Regions from separate parts of the Mus musculus genome. Here regions 2, 3, 4, 5, 6 and 7 are each linked to region 1. Evidence: chromatin contacts called from public HiChIP or PLAC-seq and promoter capture Hi-C data. All regions are on one chromosome and are shown on one strand. Each heading gives the region's core, a stretch centred on a gene start, on an enhancer-like site or on the middle of the called end of the contact. The rest is flanking DNA. Distances are from core to core; before and after follow the strand shown.

What was found. Promoter capture Hi-C pulls out the DNA fragments that hold promoters and counts their contacts. HiChIP or PLAC-seq counts read pairs in DNA pulled down with a chosen protein or histone mark. Capture Hi-C pulls out chosen DNA fragments and counts their contacts.
Region 2: a contact with region 1 is called in an HNF4G HiChIP or PLAC-seq map of pancreatic cancer cells. The contact joins the promoter of Polr1d here to the promoter of Arpc1b in region 1. A contact is called at or near these places in 1 of 39 promoter capture datasets (embryonic stem cells) and 4 of 115 datasets of contacts at active chromatin or transcription factors (astrocytes, extraembryonic endoderm stem cells, large pre-B cells and 1 more).
Region 3: a contact with region 1 is called in a promoter capture Hi-C map of embryonic stem cells. The contact joins the promoter of E130309D02Rik here to the promoter of Arpc1b in region 1. A contact is called at or near these places in 2 of 39 promoter capture datasets (embryonic stem cells and liver).
Region 4: a contact with region 1 is called in an HNF4G HiChIP or PLAC-seq map of pancreatic cancer cells. The contact joins the promoter of Cyth3 here to the promoter of Arpc1b in region 1. A contact is called at or near these places in 1 of 39 promoter capture datasets (liver) and 1 of 115 datasets of contacts at active chromatin or transcription factors (pancreatic cancer cells).
Region 5: a promoter capture Hi-C map of pre-B cells shows a contact between it and region 1. The contact joins the promoter of Gpr12 here to the promoter of Arpc1b in region 1. A contact is called at or near these places in 1 of 39 promoter capture datasets (pre-B cells), 1 of 484 Hi-C or Micro-C datasets (B cells) and 1 of 115 datasets of contacts at active chromatin or transcription factors (astrocytes).
Region 6: a contact with region 1 is called in a promoter capture Hi-C map of pre-B cells. The contact joins the promoter of Usp42 here to the promoter of Arpc1b in region 1. A contact is called at or near these places in 2 of 39 promoter capture datasets (cranial neural crest and pre-B cells).
Region 7: a contact with region 1 is called in a promoter capture Hi-C map of adipose tissue, with 2.1 times the contacts expected there. The contact joins the promoter of Pms2 here to the promoter of Arpc1b in region 1. A contact is called at or near these places in 2 of 39 promoter capture datasets (liver and pre-B cells), 1 of 115 datasets of contacts at active chromatin or transcription factors (pancreatic cancer cells) and 1 of 9 other capture datasets (adipose tissue).

Annotation. Positions count from the first base shown.
Region 1 is chr5:145,112,884-145,115,712 of GRCm38.p6, reverse strand. It overlaps Arpc1b (actin related protein 2/3 complex, subunit 1B), which reads right to left and starts at 1,457. Exons shown (of 10, transcript NM_023142.2): 1 at 1,372-1,457.
Region 2 is chr5:147,075,858-147,078,686 of GRCm38.p6, reverse strand. It overlaps Polr1d (polymerase (RNA) I polypeptide D), which reads right to left and starts at 1,341. Exons shown (of 3, transcript NM_181730.4): 1 at 994-1,341. The coding sequence starts at 1,019. It overlaps Lnx2 (ligand of numb-protein X 2), which reads left to right and starts at 2,115. Exons shown (of 10, transcript NM_080795.4): 1 at 2,115-2,269.
Region 3 is chr5:143,313,883-143,316,711 of GRCm38.p6, reverse strand. It overlaps E130309D02Rik (RIKEN cDNA E130309D02 gene), which reads left to right and starts at 1,352. Exons shown (of 6, transcript NM_172726.4): 1 at 1,352-1,809; 2 at 2,313-2,534. The coding sequence starts at 1,618. It overlaps Zdhhc4 (zinc finger, DHHC domain containing 4), which reads left to right. Exons shown (of 8, transcript NM_028379.5): 8 at 1-223. The coding sequence ends at 170.
Region 4 is chr5:143,621,033-143,623,861 of GRCm38.p6, reverse strand. Cyth3 (cytohesin 3) reads right to left here and starts at 1,415. Exons shown (of 13, transcript NM_011182.4): 1 at 1,189-1,415. The coding sequence starts at 1,222.
Region 5 is chr5:146,583,794-146,586,622 of GRCm38.p6, reverse strand. It overlaps Gpr12 (G-protein coupled receptor 12), which reads left to right and starts at 1,384. Exons shown (of 2, transcript NM_001359056.1): 1 at 1,384-1,878; 2 at 2,498-2,829. The coding sequence starts at 2,513. It overlaps Gm34333 (a long non-coding RNA gene), which reads left to right. Exons shown (of 4, transcript XR_377206.1): 4 at 1-7.
Region 6 is chr5:143,730,784-143,733,612 of GRCm38.p6, reverse strand. It overlaps Usp42 (ubiquitin specific peptidase 42), which reads left to right and starts at 1,333. Exons shown (of 18, transcript NM_029749.2): 1 at 1,333-1,450. Gm38737 (a long non-coding RNA gene) reads right to left here and starts at 1,158. Exons shown (of 3, transcript XR_868672.3): 1 at 1-1,158.
Region 7 is chr5:143,908,668-143,911,496 of GRCm38.p6, reverse strand. Pms2 (PMS1 homolog2, mismatch repair system component) reads right to left here and starts at 1,496. Exons shown (of 15, transcript NM_008886.2): 1 at 1,418-1,496. The coding sequence starts at 1,440. Aimp2 (aminoacyl tRNA synthetase complex-interacting multifunctional protein 2) reads left to right here and starts at 1,658. Exons shown (of 4, transcript NM_001172146.1): 1 at 1,658-1,916. The coding sequence starts at 1,782.

The sequences.
Region 1 (2,829 bases), core at 208-2,707:
GGGGGAAAGAGAGAGAGAGAGAGAGAGAGAGAGAGAGAGAGAGAGAACCCGAGTCCAGGGGAAAGGAGGAGACCCTGCCTAAAAGAACAAAACAACCCAGAGTGAAAAAGAATCACCAGCGTACACCTTTAATCCCAGCACTCGGGAGGCAGAGGCAGGAGGATTTCTGAGTTCGAGGCCAGCCTGGTCTACAGAGTGAGTTCCAGGACAGCCAGAGCTATACAGAGAAACCCTGTCTCGAAAAACCAAAATAAATAAATAAATTTTCATTCACACAGACCTTTGCCTTGCACGCTTCATTGTGTGTCTTTGAGTGCCCATGGGTGTCGGGGTATTCGAACTCAGACCCTCAGGATTCCCCCTCCCCAACTCCACCCCTGTCAGTGCTTTTATTCAATGCTCCATCTCCCAGCCCCGCACATTCTCTTACAGTAGAAGCCCACGTGGTAAATCTATTCCTTTTTTATTGTCCACGTGAAGAAGTTGTTCCCTCCAAGTCGCCCCGCAGGGCTGCAGCTTCGGACCCCACCCCACCCTCCCACCTCATAAGGCCAGGTTCAAAGGAGTGCAGAAATAAGGTCTGCAGCAGCAGACAAGCAGGCACTCTGCCAAGTGTACTAGCCACATTTGGCAGCTAAGCCTCCAAATCTGGAAGGTCCCCATTTTCCAGGCAAGGCAAGTTGAGCTCTAGAGAGGCGAGGTGGCTCGACTGCGTCAGCAGCCACACCGCCCCAGGCTGGAGCTGCCTCGCGGGAACAAGCTTCATGGCCAGCACCTGGGCTGGCTCCCAGTTCAGGATTCCAGCCTATTTGCGGGCCCCACCGGGACCTGCCCTGTCCGGGGTGGCCTGGCTGGGTGCCCCTCGAGCCGCCAGGGTCCGCTCGCCCAAGCTGGGTGGAACCAGGAACCTGGACCCCTGCCGGGTATGGTCACTGGGGGATGAGGCGGGGCAGGGGTGCTAGCTCATTTCCCGGTCGCAACAACCCGGAAGGCTGCGGACCGAGGGGGAAGTGACTGAGCGTGGGGCCCTGCGCCCAAAGTAACGGGGCGACACGGGTCTCGGGGATCGAAAGCGGGGCCAGGAAAGCGGAGAGGGGGCGCGAGGCTGGGGCTGTGCCGTCTCGATGGCGTCGAGTGCGCGGGGAATCTCTGCGATTCTTCCCACCGCGCCCCGCATCCCCAGAACGCCGCCCCCCACTAGCTCCTTGCCAGCCCCACCCTCGCCGGGAGCCCCACCAGGCCCCCATGCACACGGCTCTCCACTCCTCTCTCATCCCCATCCCCCTCACCGTCGAACATCGCCTCGAGTCCCCTGACTTCTAGGTGGCCTCAGACACCACACACACCTCGCGACCACCCCGCGCCCCTCACCTCGGGTCTCCTCGGCCGCGGACTCTGGACAGTCGACGCGCCGAACCGGCTCTGAGACCCGCGCAGCGCCGCAGCCACTTCCTCGTGGGCGGGGGGCGGGGCCTTCGGGCACAGCCCCGCAGGGACCGGGGGCGGGACCCGGGCGGCTGTGGCCAGATCTCAGGGCCCGCCCACCCCTCGGGGTACTAAGCCGCCCGGACCTCAGTTAAGTCCAGCTCAGCCCAGAATTCGTTCGGAGATCGCACGCTGTTGCCCCTAACTACTTTCTGAATGGGGAAACTGAGGCTGGAAGAAGGGGGGGGGCGCTTAGAGGGCGGAAGCCCGAGATCGGGCAACCAAGAATTCAAAGGTTTTGAGGCCACACGCAGGCACCCCGCAACTTAATGACTCCTGCCCCGCCCCTCGCACTCTAGGTGCACCCCAGCCGTGGTTCCCCAGACTCTGTGTCCCAAAGATGGCAGAGTCGCTGGCGTCCAGGAAGAAGAGCACTGCCACTCCAGGTGACTTCTCGCTTCGGAAGTCCACACACTTCCCTCCAAGTTGCTGAGTAGCTTTGCAGTCAGGTGATGATGCTCCAGGGTCAAGGGTCTTCCAGGTTAGGTGCGTCTCAAGTTCCTTTTGCTGTGCCTCCCACCTTCTGAGAGCTCCTCTCTAGACTCCCAGCAATCTCCTGTATCACTAATTCTGGCTTAGAGGTGCCTGTGATAACCCACACCTGTCATCCCAGCACTGGGGAGATGGAGGAAGAGAGATGAGATTCGAGTTCACCCTTGGCTGTAGAGCTGGATGAAGGCCAGCCTGGGTTACATGAAACCCTGCCTCAAAAAAACCAAAGAAATGGGCCAGTAAGATGGCTCAGATGGCAAAGGTGCTTGCTGCCCAGCCTAAGGACCTGAATTGAACTCCCAGCACTGACTTCCACACACATGCCAGCCATAGTGAACTAGAGTGTGTAAACATACACACACACACACACACACACACACACACACACGCAGGGTAAGTAAATAAATTAATACTTTTTTTTTTTTTTTGAGCCAGGGTTTCTCTGTGTAGCCCTGATTGCCCTGGAATTAGCTCTGTAGGCCAGACTGCCCTTGAACTCAGAGATCCGCCTCTGTCTGTGTCTCCAAGTTCTGAGTTCTGGTATTAAAGCAGTGCATCATCATGCCTGGTGTAATAAAATACTCTAAGTTTGGAGCAGTTGCTGCAGTGAACACCCTGCCCATGTTCAGTGATTATGTATATGTGTGTGTGTGTATACACACACACACACACACATATACATATATAATGGTGTTGGGATTCAAACTCAGGGCCCTGCACACACAGCAGACGCTCAGTCACGGAGCTACATCCCCAGCCTTCACTTAAGTCTCCTTAAGTTTCTGGGGCTGGACTTGAAGTTACGTAGGCCTTGAGCTTGTGATTCTCCTGCCTCAGTTCCCCGTGCCACCA
Region 2 (2,829 bases), core at 92-2,591, 2.0 Mb before region 1:
TGATTATGTACCGCAGACAGTTTCCTAGTGTATGGTCCTCCTCGTGCAGGACAAATGTCACACACTGTCTATCTGTTCCAGCTGCCTGGACCATTTCCAGGGCTGTCTTCCTCTCGCCTTCAGCCATTGAGGTCTTCAATCCTGATATTTTTCTACACACATATTTTTTTTGTAAGAATAAGATCACATGGAATATCGTTTTCTGATTAACTTTTTATGATTCACTGCCTCATTCTCCTGCCTCCACACTTCTAGCCATAGATATTTAACTCCAGTTTTTCCCTACTTCATTTGACTCCAGCAAAGAGGGGGAGGGGTGTCATCTCAGAAAAAAAAAAAAACCCCACCAAGTTAAATGTTTGCAAAATCTTTCTTGGGATAGAGCAAAAGAAAGGGGCAGAGTTACAATAGGGTAGGCCCTGCTGCAAGATGAAAAGGGAGTTGACAGGTATAAAAAACACGATTACTTTAGCATAAAAATGGCAACCACAAGTTATCAGGGTGGCAGGCTCAGTTACGGCTCCCATTTGAAAGAGGTAAGGAAACTACTAAGTTAAAGGAAGTGAAAAGTTTAATAGGAGGGAGAATTTGGTGGACAGAGAGAATTTACGAGCAGTCTGCACAGAGCGGAGTTGCAGTAACTTTAGCCAACTTAAACACGCCAGGCCCGCCACTCGGGACGGCTGGCCCGGTGCGTGACCTTACAACGAGGCAGTTCTAATGGGGGTGGTGGCAGTTTGGGACTTACAGCATGATTCCCAACTTCTCTCCCCTCCCGGATGGCTAGCATCCCTCTGGGCTTTTCTGTTACAAATAAACCCACGGCTCCTCCCTCTTCCCAACCCGGCCCGCTCTACTCTCTCTCCTTCCTTCCCCAGCGCCTGGGGTCAGGCCTAGCCGCCACGCCGGGCCGCAGTCGGCCGCGTGCCCCTTCGCCACCCGCTTCGCTGGCCCGACCCGCCGCCCCACTCCACTCTTCCCCTCCACCCTTACCTCTCCAGCTCCTGATCGTCTTCCATCGCGGGAGGTGGGGGTGGCGGCTCCAGGAAATCCTCAGGTGGCGCTGGCGAAATGGAAGCTCTTCCCCATGTCGCGAAAGGTGCGGGACAAGGCAGGAAGGAAGAAACCACCGACGGAAGAAGCGGATGACGGAAGGAGGGGGGCGGAGCCGCAGCGGCGCGGCAGGGCCCTCTGTGGGCGGGGCTAAACCGGGTCCCGCCCCCGACCACGCCCAGGCGCGGGCAGGACGGTTCACCTGGAACTGCGGAAGCTAAGCCAGCTGCCGGGCACAGCCAGCCGGTCCCCAAGTGCCACTGAAGAGCATAGGCTCTCACCTGTCGCCCCGAGACACCTGCTATTTAAAAAGAGTCAGAGTCGGATCTCTGGCCTGCTAGGCTCTCCAGGAACCCGACTGCCCCAGGGCTGGCTATTCCCAGGACTTGAGTCCTCAGGGGCCTTTCATGGGGCACCTTGAAAAAGCAGAGAGACTGTTGTGCAGAGATGACTCTCCTGACGATACTGTGGGTTTTAAAAATTTTTCTCCCTGGGGTGCAAATGTACATCTCCACTAGGTGCAAGGGCTGCGATGGTCTTTCTTTTGCGAGAGAAGTGAGAGTTTGGAGCACCGCCCTCCTTCCTCGGGAGCTCACGCTGTGGGACTGGCAGCTCCTTTTCCCTTTGATCCCAAGGAACCGCCCTTCTTCTCAGGTGCATCCTCCCAGCTCCCACCTGACCCTGGCCAGGCTGGGTCCCCGCCCCACCCAGCTGTCCCCTCGCCCTGCACACCTACACGTCAGCCGCCCCCCGCCACCTGTTCTCCCTCAGCCTGGTCCCGCAGCCCTCCCCTCCCTTCAGCTGTCCCACGCCCGGCGCGGCGCTCCAGGGGTGCACGCAGACACTTCCCGAGCGTTTTCTCTGTGTGTCTGAGAGGGAGAATCCGGCCGGGAGCGATGGCGGAGGGCGGAACGCGCTCACTCTAACACGGGGGTGATGAGCAGGGCCGACTCGGCCCCTCGAACTCCTTGATTGGTCGAGAGGCTCCGAGCCCGCTCTTAGTCCCGCCTTTGTCCGCCGTTGATTGGCTCAGGTGCGTGTCGGGTTGGGCCTCTGCGCTCGCCCCCTAGGGGAAAGGCAGCAGGGGCGGTTGAGAAGTAAAGTCTTGGCCGGACTTTGCTTCTCGCCAGGAAATCGGCGGCGGCGAGTCCCAGCGGAGCGGAGCCGGGCGGCGTCCTCGTCAGCGCTCCCGCGGGGAGCCCGCCGCTTTCCCTCAGTGAGTTACTTCGCCTCAGGTGCGGGCGGTGACGGGGTGTGGCGTCAGGGTAGGGGGGACCATCTGGGGGACCGCTGGGGGCCGCGTGCTGTCTGGCCCGGCCCGGTGCGGGTGCGGGTTCCAGGAACCCCGATGCAGGTCTGCGCGCCTCTCGCTTTTCAAGACATGGAGGTTTGGGAACGAGTTCTTGCACTTTGCGTCTGCACGTTGTCTGGAGCCAGAGTGGCGCTAGCTAGTTGCCCTCTGGTTTTGTTTCCTGGAAGGGATGAGCAGAGAGGCACCCTCCTCCTTGCCCCAGCCTGTTGCGGGGGAATTCTCACCTTTCTCTTCAGATTTGACATGTTTGGGAGCGTGGGGGGTATAATTTCCAAAATATGAGTCCCGATTTGGAAGCATTTGCGCACAAAGCACCTCTTGGGAAAGACATCGCTGGCTTTTCAAAGCTTTCTGCCACGTTTCACGCAAGGACTTTTTAATGGAGTGTTCTAGTATTTCCGTTTGCATTTAAGAGTGTGTGTTTGCCAGGAGCCTTAAGGACGCTTCCGCGTGGCTTTATCGAA
Region 3 (2,829 bases), core at 103-2,602, 1.8 Mb after region 1:
ATGAATGGTATAAAGGCGACTGGGCCTGGTGCCAGCGCTGGCCTCTGGTGGCTTGGTCCCCATCAGCTGAGCCCCGGATCCACCAGAACATTCACTCCCACGGGTTTAGGAGCAACCTTCGAGAGATCTTTCTACCTGCTACCCCCAGTTACAAGAAAAAGGAGAAATAGAGCGGAAGTGCCCTGCCTTTTAAATACAGTGCACACCTATTTGTACACATGGATATTTGTTTTCTCATCATTGTCTGTGTTGGTTTCTGCTGTGTGGGCGTGAGTGGGCTTTAGTGGGGAAAAAGAGATGGGAAGCTAGGCTTGCTGAGTTCTCGTGTCTCCCAGGGCAGATTTCCCTCCTGCCTATATTCTGCTAGATCCAGTAACTTCTGAGGTCCTAGTGTGAGAAGGGTCAAGAGATGTCCAAGGCTCTGGGTGACAAGGAGGCCTTTGCCTCTTTCACTGCACCCTTGGGCGCCTGAACTAGGACCATAAAGTCTGTTCCCTGATGTACAAGAGAGTCTCTGGGCTGTGCCCAGCTGCACTCTCTCCCTGGTCTGTTCTTTCCCAGGCAGGGGCCCTTTATCATCTTAACTAAATCCTCTCAGCCATAGGCCTCTTAGTCATTGTATTTGTGAGCCACACGCAAGACTTTTCCATTCTGTTTAAAATCTCTACTCCCCGATGGGCGGTGGTGGTGCACACCTTTGATCACAGTACTCAGGAGGCAGAGGAACGTGGATCTCTGAGTTTGAGACCAGCCTGGTCTACACAGTGAGTTACAGGACAGCCAGGGTTACACTGAGTACCCCTGACTCGAAAAACCAAAAGAAAAAAAAAAATCTCCAGTCTTCATTAACAGCTAGTTTAGTATAAATTGTAAATAAACCATCGCCCATAGATTGTATAGAAATCTTGAGCTGGGGAGTGGGAGTGTTGTAGGGTGGGAGGGTTTTCAGGAACAGGGAGCACGTGGGCTAAACCTTGTACTAAGATTCCCATAGTCCTCCTGGGCTGGGCTAGAGCATAGCAGTTAAGAGGGTCCAGGAGTCAGGAGAGAATTTGGAAACACTGACCCTGGAACAGAAGGATCAGGGCGTGGGGGTGCTTACAAGCATCATTTGTCCTAGTAGTCGCCCCACTCCCGGGGGCGATCAGAGCACGTCCTGGTTGGAGGGGAGCATGAGAAGGCTTGGGTGCGTGGTGCCGGCTCAGAACACCTCCGAGTGTCTGATAATCAAACACCTCTGAAGCCGGAGAAACTCTTGCGAAGACGGCGGGGCGGGGCCTCGTGCTTGCCCGTGCGGGCTTCACCGCCAGGGGGCGCCCACGAGAGCGCGCGGCCGCAGCCCGAGCTTGGCCCCTGCGGGCCGCCGTCGCCATTCAGCCGCCGGTTCGGCCGAGCGGCGTCGGCTCCCGCGGCTCTGGGCGGCGCCGCAGTCGGACCCCAGGATACTCGCTGGCCCGTGGCGGCGGCGGCAGCGGCGACGATGGTCCCCTGAGCGGGTTGGCGCCTGTTAGAGGCGGGCGGGCGCCGCGACCCTGCCCGCGTCGGGGCCCAGGCCGGTCGCGCCTCTTTGTCTCCGGGCGGAAGTAGGACTCGCGGCGGGGACAGGGCGGCCGCACCATGAGCGACATCCGCCACTCGCTGCTGCGGCGCGACGCGCTGAGCGCCGCCAAGGAGGTGCTGTACCACCTGGACATCTACTTCAGCAGCCAGCTGCAGAGCGCGCCGTTGCCCATCGTGGACAAGGGCTCCGTGGAGCTGCTGGAGGAGTTCGTGTTCCAAGTGCCCAAGGAGCGCGGCGCGCAGCCCAAGGTGCCCGCCCCGGCCGTGCCCTCGCTCGGTGACAGGAGCTCGCCCCGAGGTCTCGCTCCTCTTTCCGCTCCCCCGGCCTTGCAGTCCAGCGGCGTTGCTCAGCCGCGTGCCCGTTTCGCAGGCGTGTGACAGTCGCCCACCAATGAATGATCCGGGGTGGTGGCTTTGTGAACTGGCTACTTAACATCCCTCTGGGATGTCGCTTAACTAGATGCAGGGTTTTTTCCTTTGCTTATTCATAGAGTTAAGCCCCCCCGGGCTTAGGCTTCTGAAGGGTGAAAAAAATACACCCTGGGAAAAAGAATAGATCTGTTTTCCTTTTTCAAACACTGTCTTTCTGTGTACCATGTATCTCGGGCCAGCCTGAAACTCATTATCGGCTAGACTCAGCCTCGTGTGCGCTGGGATTCTAAGCATCCACTTCCCTAATCTCTTAGGGTGGGAGCTAAGGGGCAGGTGGAGGCCCTCTTCTCACAGCTTCTCTTCCGGGTTTGTTTTTACAGAGACTGAATTCCCTCCAGGAGCTCCAGCTTCTTGAAATCATGTGCAGTTACTTCCAGGAGCAAAGCAAGGACTCTGTGCGGCAGATCATTTTCTCCTCCCTTTTCAGCCCCCAAGGGAACAAAGCCGACGACAGCCGAATGAGCTTGTTGGGAAAGCTGGTCTCCATGGCCGTGGCCGTGTGTCGGATCCCCGTGTTGGAATGTGCGGCCTCCTGGCTCCAGGTACTGCTCTCGAAATAGCGTCTCCCACAGTCTCCGTAGACAGGATAACAAGAGTTTGGATGTTCGTAGAGGTCTTTTACACGTGCGTGATGTCATCGATCATCCCTGCCTGGGTGCTACACCCAGTCCCGTTTTTTTTATGGAGCAAACATTTTTTTTGTTTCTTTGATTGACTTTTTTTTTTTGAAAAAAGAATTTGGTATGTAGCCCAAGCTGAATTCAACCCTCATGACCCTTCTACCTGAGTCTCTTGAGGATTATAGGGTCCACGTGTCTGGCTCTGGAATTGTAGCCT
Region 4 (2,829 bases), core at 166-2,665, 1.5 Mb after region 1:
CTTTTTCCCCCTAAACACTCCCTTATTACATGGGATTCTGATCATTCTGTCAGCAAAAAAGGAAGATCGTTCCTCAAAGTCCAGACAGCTTCAACTTGGGGTGTTTGGGTAAAAAATGACGGGTACATTATTAACCCTTTGCTTACTTCAAGTAAAGTCCCACTCCACAAACGGTGACTCTTGATGTTTTGGGAAACCAAATTCATGAAATGACACAACAGGAATCTGTACTCCGTTGAGTAATTTGCAACCGGCTCATTTGCAGCAGGGTGGAACTCAAAGTCAGGCACATACATACAGCCTGAGCAACACGGAGAACTGATAGCCCACCTCTGGAAGGGTGTCTGTCACAGGCACCTGTCCAGGAGTCTAACAGTCTCGCTGCTGTGGCTCCCGCATCCCACCCTCGGCTTTAAAGGAATCCCACCTGACCCCTTTAATTTCTTAATTATATTTTCCATTTGGTGGTGTTGGGGATCAAACTCAGCGTCCTGGGCATGCTAGACAATGATTCTATCATTTGTGCTATTTGGCCCCCTTTTTATTTTTACACCCGACCCCTTCTCTGTAGCATTTTTTCTTTTCTATTTGATAAAAAAATGCATACTCAGACCTGGACTGGAGCTGCCTGCCCCTCATGTCCTTTAAGCCATTCCCAATGAGTACTTCTGATCTAAAAATCAGAGACGTGGTCATGACTTCCAACCTTCCTCCTCTCCCCCGACCGATCCACCCCACCCTCCGGGCCCTCCGAGTCCTCCAAATTGAAAACTTTCCCCTCCCCATCCAGGAGCTCCCAAGCTCCAGACACCTGAGGAGAGCTGAAAAGGAGAGGGGCCCGTCCGAAACAGCTGGGCTAGGGAGGGCGTGGACGCCCTTGGCAATGAGACGCTGGGAAGGTCGCCCCGCAGAGTGGCCCCATCTCAGAAAGGCGACCTGGAGCTGTGCTGCGGAGACCCCGGCCTCGAACCCGCGACCCGCGACCGCGCTGGGCGACGACCCCGCGGTCTCCGACATGTCCTCTCACCAGGGCAGCGAAGCCCGAGTCCCCGCCTTACCCCGCGCACCTCCCCACGGTCGCCGCCACCCCACCCGACACCCGGCCCCACGTCTCAAGCCTGGGCTCTCAACAGCGCGACCCTCGGCCTCAGGGCCGCCCAGAGAGCCGGCCACACCTCCATCACTCACCGCTGCCGCCCTCACCGCCACCGCCTTCGTCCATTTTGAGGCCACTCCCCGCCAGCCGGCGAGCCCGGAGCCGGCGGGAGCGACTGGGCTGAACGCCGGGACTAAGAGAAGTGGTCGCGGGGAGAACCGGAGAGCTCCTCAGCGAGCGCGGCCCGGGTCGCGGCCGGGCCTCCACGGAGGGCCGGGCGGAGCCTCACTGCTCCGGCGCCATCACGTGACACAAAACCACGCCTCCCCTGTCGGTGTGGGCGGAGCCTAGACGCCGAGCGGTCCCGCCCACCAGACTCCGCCCGGCCTTGCAGTAGCTGCAGTAGCTGCTTAGCTAGGAGACTTGGATCCTGCAGCGCAGCACTCTCCCTCGAACCTCCTGTCTGCCCCTCTAGAGCATCCTGGAGAGGAAGCCGGGTCTATCAGGAGCACGAGGACGCCCTGCTCTACAAAACCTGATGGCTAAGGGCTGCGACTCGCAAATGCATAGAGTAGGGAGTGAGAAACTATCTGAAAAGGAAGGCTGATGATTGGCTCAAGTGGCCCCCACTTAAAGGCAGAAGGAAAGAACTGACTATAAAGTTTTACTGTGACCGCAGCATGCGTGGGCGTCCACACATGACATACACACAGTAATAATTGTGTGGGGATGTAGTTCTGTTGTTAAGAGCACTCGCTGCTCTTGAAGAGAATCAGAGTTTGGTTCTCAGCACCCACAGAACCCTTGTAACTATGACTACAAAAAGGATCCAATACTTCCGGCCTCCAAGGGCACCTGCACTCATATGACGGTTATCTGGCACACTCTTACCTCCACCCACATCAGGCATGCTTGTAGTGCACACATATATGTGCGGGCAAAACACTGATACACACAAAATAAAATTTTAAAAAAACTTTTTGAGATAGGGTTTCTCTGCATAGCCATCAATGTCATGGAACTCTTTCTCTGTAGACCAGGCTGACCTTGAACTCAGAGATCTTCCTGCCTTTGACTCCTGAATGCTGGAGCTAAAAGGATGAGCCACCATGCCCAGCTAAATAAATCTTTTTTTAAGTGTTTATTTTAAAAATAATAAAAACTGGGTGCGGTGGCGAATACCTTTGACCACAGCAAGCCAATCTCAACAGAATCTTAGTGGGTTTAGTCTGCTTAGTGAGTTCCAAGTTAGCCAGGGCTACCTAGTGAGTCTCTGTCTGAAGTCATCATCATCATCATCTGAAAACGAGCCCATGAGAAGACTCTCCCCACCCCCACCTCCTCCCTTCTTTACCCTCAGAATGTTAGGGTAATTCCAGCCTTTTATCTTTTGGGTGTATAATAATAATGGAGTCTCATTTTTCCTGCGGATTGGATGCATTTTAGAATTAACAAAGTATTAGGTTGGTAAATGAATATAGTGATGCTGTTGAACCCTAACCCCAGTCCGGCACAGCTGGGGCTCGGCTCTCAGAAAGCATTAGTACAGGGGTTGGCCAGTCTGGCGTCAGATGCCCGTGCAGTTGAGCGTTAGTCTCCCTTGGCTTGCTGCCAGCTGCCCTGGATTTATGATGCAGTAGGAGCTCTGAATTCAATTTCCCGTGGGCACAGCCCAGGGCTGGGCAGACGGACTCAGTACTCCCCTGTTCCAAATCTATGGCTCGATTTTCTCA
Region 5 (2,829 bases), core at 135-2,634, 1.5 Mb before region 1:
TTATGTATATTAAGTGTTTGCTTGTATTGTGTGTACCTTGTGCATGTAATGCTCCAGGAGGCCAGAAGAGGGCGTCGTATTCCCTGGAACTGGAGTTGCAGATGGTTGTGAGTCACCTTATACGCGCCTGGAACTGAACCCAGGTCCACTGCAAGAGCAGTCAGAGCATGTAACCACTGAGCCACCTCTCCAGCCCCACATTGCTCATTTCCCATTGCTCTGTTCTAAAAATGCTTCCGCTTATTACAAAGAAATGAAAAGAGACAGGAGCATCCCTTCACAGCAGTACCTGCTACCTGGGATAATGTTGATTTTTGTCTTACCACTGGTCCAGGGTGTGTCTGTGAGTGCTAAGATAATGTCTTCGTGAATTTGTTCACGCAGGCTTTCAAACGGTCCTTGACGCAAGTGATGTCTCCTTTCCATACACACGACTATTAAACTCCATAGAACCTCGTTTCTTAAAGTGTGACCCGCAGGTCGGCATCACCAGCATCTTGGGACTGACGCCGGGACCCCAACCCCAGAACTGCTGGTTTCTAAGTCAAGTTTCAGAAGTGTTGCCGCAGGGAATACAGGACTCAGAAAGAGTCCTGGAGCCTTTTGGGGGACATGAGAAGACTCAGCAGAAAACTCAACAGCTCCACGTGTCCCAAAGCAGAATGTCCAGGGAGAGAGTTCAGAAGCAGTGTGAGAGCTCAGGTTGGGCGGAACGGATCTGCTGCATTATGGCAAGGTCACACCGGGTTTAGTGTGTTGCCTTAGTGAGAAAGGGGGAAGGGGCGGCTAGAGGAAGGTTGTAACCAGGGAGGTGAAGGGAGGGTTTTGGTACCAGGAGCATGACACGGTAGAGACAGCTGCTGATGGATGCGCGCGGGGCTGGGGCTGGGGTGGGGGAACATGGGGTAAAAAGAGATCTAAGACTTGGAGCCTGGTAGGCTGGAGTAGGAATTTCAGTGAGACACAGGGGAGGCAGATGCATCTGATGATAACCCCATATGAAGGGTCCTCAGGATCCTTTGCCTTGCACAACATTGAGGTCACACGGAAATAGGACTTTTCTCCTCCCACCTTTAGGCTGGAGAGCGTGATTAAATTTAAGATCTGATCCGGTTCCAGGATGAGAGACACAGGCTAGTCCTTTTCCGGCAGGCAACCTTCAGGATCTTAACCCTAGACTCCGCGGATGAGGTACAGGAAACAATAAATTAATAAGTGTCACTTGGGTACTTAAATGAATTGGGTTTGGGCCAGTGCCTGAAGGAAGCTTTTGCAAGAATGCCCTAAATGATTTCCACTCGCGAACGGCTCCGAGAGTGCCTAATAAGTGCAGCTGGGCGATCTAAGTAGCAGCAGCTCCTATCCAGTTAAGCGAACGTCCCCAAGGGAACAATAATTTGCAGACCGGCCAACTGCAATCTAAGAGAGGGAGTCGCTTGCTGTTGTAAGTCTCCTCCGCCAGCCCTAACCTGCTTACCCCGCATTCCTCCTGTTCATCCCGAAAACCCGGCCGTTTACAATTCTTTAGGGGAAAGCATAAGAAGCCGAGCCCCAGGGTCAAGGGCGCCTCGGGGAAGCCACAGGATCAAAGTAGGTCGCCAGACTCTCCGGCCGTTCGAGTGGGTCTTCGCATGACTGTTGCAGGCGGGCGTCCACGGTGGCGGGCTCCCGCCCCTCACGCAGCTGCGACCTGCGGGGGCGCGCGCAGCCTCGTGGGGTTCCCGCGGATGCGCGCCCGGCGGGGAGCGCGGAGGGCGGAGAGCCGGGCGCGAGCACCGCAGCTCACCTGCCGCGGGCGCCACCACGGACGTGCCACGCGGGTGGCCCGAGCTATTCGGCAGCACTGAAGGAGCCACCCCTCGGCCAGGGCGTGCCAAGGTGACCCCCGGTAACCCCCTGCCCCGCAGGCTGCGCGTCCCCGCTGCTAGGGGAGCGGTGCCAAATGCATGCATATCTTTCTCTCTGTCTGTCTGGGCACCTCTGTGGTACACACCTACCTTTTTTGTAGCCCTTGCACTCTGAGCGGTGCACATGGGAGAGACTGGGACCCCACCCCTTTGTTTGAGTCTGGAGGTGTGTTTGGGGGTGTGCTCGCGCGTGAGGTATGTTTGGGAAGGGTGGGAGTTTGGGGCCCTTAAAATATTCCACCCTCCTGCAGACTTGTGGCTGCTGGGCGGTGCTCTCTCAGCAGCCCAGATGTCAAACAGTTGTTGGTTTTCGGCATGGGAGATGCAATTAGCCAATGTCGGTTTTCAGCGTTTTGGCAAGTGTGCGAGTGTGCATGTGCCGCCTCGGGAGTCCTGATCCGTGTTTCCCTCAGAGACAAACAGCATTTCGGTTGCAGACTTTAGCTTTTGTTTTTAATTCCTGAAGCTCGTGGCATTTTGACACTGATAGCTGAGCCCAGGGTTGTCTGTCTTTCTCTGTGTGTTTTGCATGATCTTGGATTGGCACCCTACTGTACCCAAACATTAAAAAGCCTGTCTTTCCGTTGAAGAGGACAGGGGTTAAAATGAACGAAGACCCGAAGGTCAATTTAAGCGGGCTGCCTCGGGACTGTATAGATGCCGGTGCTCCAGAGAACATCTCAGCCGCTGTCCCCTCCCAGGGCTCTGTTGCGGAGTCAGAACCCGAGCTCGTTGTCAACCCCTGGGACATTGTCTTGTGCAGCTCAGGAACCCTCATCTGCTGTGAAAATGCCGTTGTGGTCCTTATCATCTTCCACAGCCCCAGCCTGCGAGCCCCCATGTTCCTACTGATAGGCAGCCTGGCTCTTGCAGACCTGCTGGCTGGCCTGGGACTCATCATCAATTTTGTTTTTGCGTACCT
Region 6 (2,829 bases), core at 84-2,583, 1.4 Mb after region 1:
TCCATAACCATTTTTTGTAAAGAAAAAAGTTGTGGTGTTAATTTTGACAGGAGATGCTGAAATGTGAGCAACTAGGATTCTCTTTCTCCTTTTTAATTCCTCAAAGTACTTGAGTTTTTTGCTCCAAATACTCAATAGACATTTTATAGCCAACCTATAGGGACTGTAATGAAGTTGGTAGCATGAGTAGGTATAGGCTCCTGACCTCTTTATAATGTTAAAAGCTTAACATAGCATGCTGTGGCTGGAATAAATGAAAGGAAAAAGGAAATATGGAGTTGGGTGTTTTGTTTTGAGACTGGGAGTCCTTCTGTAGCACAGGGTGTCTTCAAACTTGTGATTCTCCTGTCTCAGACTCACCTGTACTGGGAATCATTAAAATGGGACTTTTAATGCCCAAGCTAAAGAGCTTAGCTTCTTCTTCTGATCTGTGTTTTAAAATAAAACAAAAAACTGTGTCCACAAGAGTATAGTGAAACCAGAGTGGAGTGCTGGAGGAGTCAGTTAGACTAGGCTTAGTGAGAGAGAAGGCAAGTGGGTGGTGGGCAGGACCACAGCTCTTTAGGTCAGTAGGGTGTAGTGAACTGGTGGTCTAGGGGGTGAAAGGTTTTGATCAGCAGTGAATGCTCTTCAGGGGTGTGTACTAAATGGGTACCACAGGCAGGCGCTGGAGGGGAGAGAATACAAGGATGAACTACTTTGTCCAGCCTCAGGATCCAGGAAGTAACAAGAAGCATGACTGTAGGACTGGGGCGCAGTTGCCTCAATCTGGAGAGCTAAGACTTGAAGTGAGACGTTGAGGGGGGTGCATGGTCTGCTCTTTAGCCTGGCAGGGCTACGTAAGGTAGAGACAGCGGAGGCCCCATCGCGGTGAGGGCCCGTGGATCGCAGAGCCCAGTGGCCTCGCCACCGTAGTCCGCAGGGCCACGCGTAGGAGAGGCATGAGTCTCCCGGGATGGGAGCTCAGGTGTACTGGCTTTAGGGCCCCAACCCGGGCCACTCCGGGAACTCTGAACGGAAGCGGCCCCTCCCCGCCCTGCTGCCGGACACCCAGCCAATCAGTGCATCCCGCCAATCAGGGCGTCGGACCAATCAGTGTGCTTTCTCCGGCGGAGCCCGGCGCTTAGCTGACGCGTGAGGCCAGCCCGCGCCCCGCCGCCCTTGGGCGACGGCCCCTCCCGCGTTTGCCCGGCCCGTTAGCTGCGCGCCGCGCCTCTTGCGCGACGGCCCCTGGGCGGCGGAGGCCGTGGCGGCGGCGCGTGCGGGCGCGGCCCTGGTGCGCCCCCTGGCGGCCCGGCCGGCAAGCTGCGGGTGCGGCGCTGACCCGGAGGCGGCGGCGGCGGTGCCCGGATGGAGGCACGTCATTGTCCCCCGCCGGGCGGCTGGGCTGTGTGCGGCGGCGGCGGCGGCGGCGGCCGAGGGGGATGGAGCGAGTGCCGAGCCGGGTCAGGTAAGCTCCCGCCTCCTTCCCGCCCGCTGCAGGCCGGCGTGGGGCCGGGCCGCGTGTCCCTGGTTCGCGGCCTCAGCCGCCCCGCCGCCTTCAGCCGGCCGCGGCCCGCCGGGACTAGCGCGGCCCCTCGCCCGCCGCCCCCTCTACAGCCGCCGGGCGGCCCGGGGACCCCACGGCTGCGGGACTGGCGCTGCCGCCGCCCGGCCGGGCCAGGCCCGCAGAGCAGGAGGCGGTGGCCACGGCGGGCGGGCTCGCAGCGAAGGCAGCGCCGGGGTTGCACGGAAGGGCCGGACCCCCCTGGTTGCCATGGCCACAGCGCTCCCACCCCCACCGGCCCCAGCCCGCCCCCTCGGTCCGCTGCTCGGGCGGCCGGCAGCTACCGGGCCGCCCGGCGCGTTTGGAGCTGCCGGGGTGGGCGTGTGCACGCCGGGACAGTGTAGCCGGCGTAGCCGGCGTCCGGGGCCCGCCCGCCGCCCCCCCGCGTGGCTGCCACCTCCGGCTCCAGGGCGCCCCTCGGAGCTCCGGGCTGGCCTCCCCGCCCCCACCCCACCCCGACAAACTTTCCCACCCGGGCGCAGTCCACTAGGCTCCTCAGCAGAACACCCGAGTTGCCCACGCCGTAGCGGAGCGGACACCCGCAAGAGAGGCGGACAGCCGGGGGTGTTGGGGTGGGGGGGAGGAGCCCCGTAGCTCTTTCCCCTCCGAAAAAGCGAGTGTGCCTTCCTCCCCCAGGCTCTTTATCTTTTGGGGCACAGAGAACCAACTTACCTGGAGGAAAGGGCGGGTGGGAGGGATCAGATTCAGATGTTTGAAATGAAAATTTGACGGGACCAAAGTTTTACAATCTAGGACTTTAACCTCCCTAGAATACAGTTGAGATTACTTTTGTTGAATAGCTCTTTTATATCTGAAGGCCTTAGGACTTGCTTGTTTGTGGTTCTTTCAAGTAAATACACTCAAGTAACAAAAAGTGTCGGGGAAACTAGTTAACGCCCCTTTTACAAAGTAACAACCGGATCCAGGTTCGCACAGCTGTTTATGGAGGAGAACTTTTCTTCAAAGCATGCATTTTAAACGTTCTGCTTTTACCATGTCACTCATTCAGATGCTTAGGTCTGTGAATAATGAGTTACACTTATTTGTTTTTACTCAGGGACAGTTTCACTTTCTTTTCTGTAATCATTGATTCAAGACTACAGTAAGTACTTGGTTTGCAGAGTTTTACGGCTAATCATTCTGTTTACCAAAATACAATTAAAAACCAAGTGGTGTCTTTTTTTAAAGTTTCTTAAAACTGAAATGTTACCAGAACTTGTATAATACTGTTTATGAAGAGTTCGCATAACAGGTTTTTTTTAATGCGTTGACCTTATTTCTTC
Region 7 (2,829 bases), core at 247-2,746, 1.2 Mb after region 1:
GTAGACCAGGCTGGCCTCGAACTCAGAAATCGGCCTGCCTCTGCCTACCGAGTGCTGGGATTAAAGGCTTGTACCACCACGCCTGGCTCACAATTCTTAAAAAGTCAAAGTTTGGTGGGAAATACTGGTTGACAAAAATCATCTTCCAACTATGTAACTATTCTCATAATTGCTTTTGAAACCTGTACCCAAATCCATGCTGCCTACACTGCTCTGATGAAAGTCCTCAGAGCTCATGTTTGAGACAAGAGTTCATTCTCAGCCTCCAAATGATAGTCCCACCTCACGACCACACTCAGCGAACGGGTTAAGTCTCTTTCTGTCCTGGCTGGCCTAGGGTAATCGCCTTTTTGTCTCCAGTTTACCCTGATTGCTACCACCAGTTTTGTTCACTCTGACACAGGTTCCAAGGTAGCCCAGAGCGCCCTCAAACTCCCTATGTCGTTAAAGGTAACTATGAACTCCTGCTGAGCCTGTTCCTGCTCGGATTATAGGTGTGGCTTGATTCCCACCAATTTCTTTTTACAATTACAAATCCAGTCGAAAAAAATCTTTAGGTTTAAATTTTTAGTGGTGCTCATTGCCTATCATATGAAGTTTGAAGTCTAGCAACGACAAGGTCCCAATCTACTATCACTAATTCCCCTACGGTTTAGTCACCATAAAAATAGTTTCCCGGCTATGAAATGCCCCATAAAAGTATAACAGAACATAGGTGCATCCTTGCAGTAACAATTTTAGGGTATTTTCCATATGGTCTGACATATAGTAGACTTCCAAAAACCCTGGTGAAATAAACCAACCAACCTCTTTTCTCTTCAATCTACCTTGCACAGAACCTCGCTGGTTATCACAGCACTCGGGTGTTTGAAGTAGGAGGATCCCGAGTTCAAAGCACTACCTCAAAAAACCAAAACAAACACTTGCACTCGTTCTAACTGCAAAGGATCTCTGGGGAAATCACAAGGTTAAAATACAGACAGCAAATTTGCATTTACAAATCTGTCACCGAATGTAACTGTGCTGGCCTTCGAAGATGTGCTTCACTGCTATGATGCCGCCTGTGAACACTACACCAAACGCACAGAAGCACCTCAATATAATAAAAGTTAAAAACCCTATTGACTGCAAGATCAGCGTGAGCCTTTAAGCCTCCCTCCCCAAGTCTTCAAGAATAAAGACTCAATAAATAAACAAACAGCGGAAACGAATTTTGTCTACGGCGACTGATTTTCGTGCTGGGTTTCAAGTGCACGGCCTGTGGCGGGAGGATGCCGAGGAAATAGCTTCCTCACAGAGGACCCGGTCCAGTCCGCGAGCTTGCCCGCCTCGCGCCTCAGCCACTTCCGGTCCTTTCAAGAGACCGGGATACCGGGAACTCTATAGAATGCGCCCGGAGACCACAAGTCCAGCTCACCTCACGCCTTCGGTTTGCTCCATGGATGCAGGACTCCTCCAGTCACAGTCACCGCGGGAGAGTTGGCGCTGCCGCTCTCGGGAAAAGACGCGTCTCCTGGAACACCCATTGGTTGCTTTTGACATATGATCCGCCCCTTCCGGGCGGGCTAGCGAAGGCATGCCAAGACCTCTTTACCGGTGATTGGCCAACTCAAAGGTCAAGTTGGTGACGTTAGACCAGCCCGGCCAATGAAAGCTCGGGGACTTCATTTTCCGGAACGCCAGCAGCAGAGTCAGAAAGAAGGCGGCTGCTGTCTGAGGTGGCCTTGGGTGGCTTCTGAGCGTTCCTGTCCCTCGCCCGCTACCTTCCTTGGGTTCCCACCATGCCGATGTACCAGGTAAAGCCCTATCATGGAGGCAGCGCACCTCTGCATGTAGAGCTTCCAACCTGCATGTACCGGCTCCCCAACGTGCACAGCAAGACCACCAGCCCCGCCACCGACGCGGGCCACGTGCAGGTAGGAGCGTGCGGCCCCTGCCTGGTGCGCAGGCGCCGTTCGTGCCGCGCCGCACCCTGCCCTATCCCTCGTCCAGTCTAGCGCGCCGGCGCTGTGTCTGCCTAGGGTCCCGGTCCCTTCTGCGGCCGGGTCCGACAAAATCCTCCTAGATGAGTGCTGCTGTGGGTTCCTGTCACGATCTCCAGGCGCACAGAAAAGTGAACAACACGAAAAATGCTCATTCGGAGGAATTTTCAGAGCGATCCCAGGGTTACCATAACCCAGGTTGACGGGTTTAGTGCCCCATCCTTCCCAGTTTAACTTTTCCACAAGAGGTCCCGACTTTTACTGTAGTTATGTGTTGTTTTTTTCGCGGTTAGGTTGTGGAGGCTATCTTTAAGCTATATAATCTTGATGGTCTGGAAACATAGTATGTGTTCTGTTGTCTGGCATACTGTACAAGATTTTGTTATAACGATAGTGAGTGATCTTGTTCCTGGCCACACCCCGCTTATTTATCTGCCCGGTCCTCACTCATGGGCGCTGGAATTTATAGACTAGCTAACATAAATAGCCTGTATAGGAATGGAATTCCTGGCCCAGTGGGCAGGTTTGCCTTCCACTTTTTAAGTTCTTTTTCAAAGCGGTTATACAGGTTTAAGCTGTTACCAGCAGGATAATGGAGACATCCTAATGTAGTTTTAATTTGGATGTCTCCAGTTTCTAAGTAAGTTGAGGTCCTTTTTCGTGTTTCCTGGCCATGGGAGTGTGGGGCAGAAACAGTGCCTTTGTAGCCCAGGCTGTCCTGGGATTCTTACAGCCAAAGATAATCTTGAGCCCTTTCTCCACCAGTGGAGAAAGAGCTTCCAAGTGCTGGGGTTAGAAGTGTGTGCCTGCCTAACTCAGAACAATTATCTTACCATGCTTATCACTA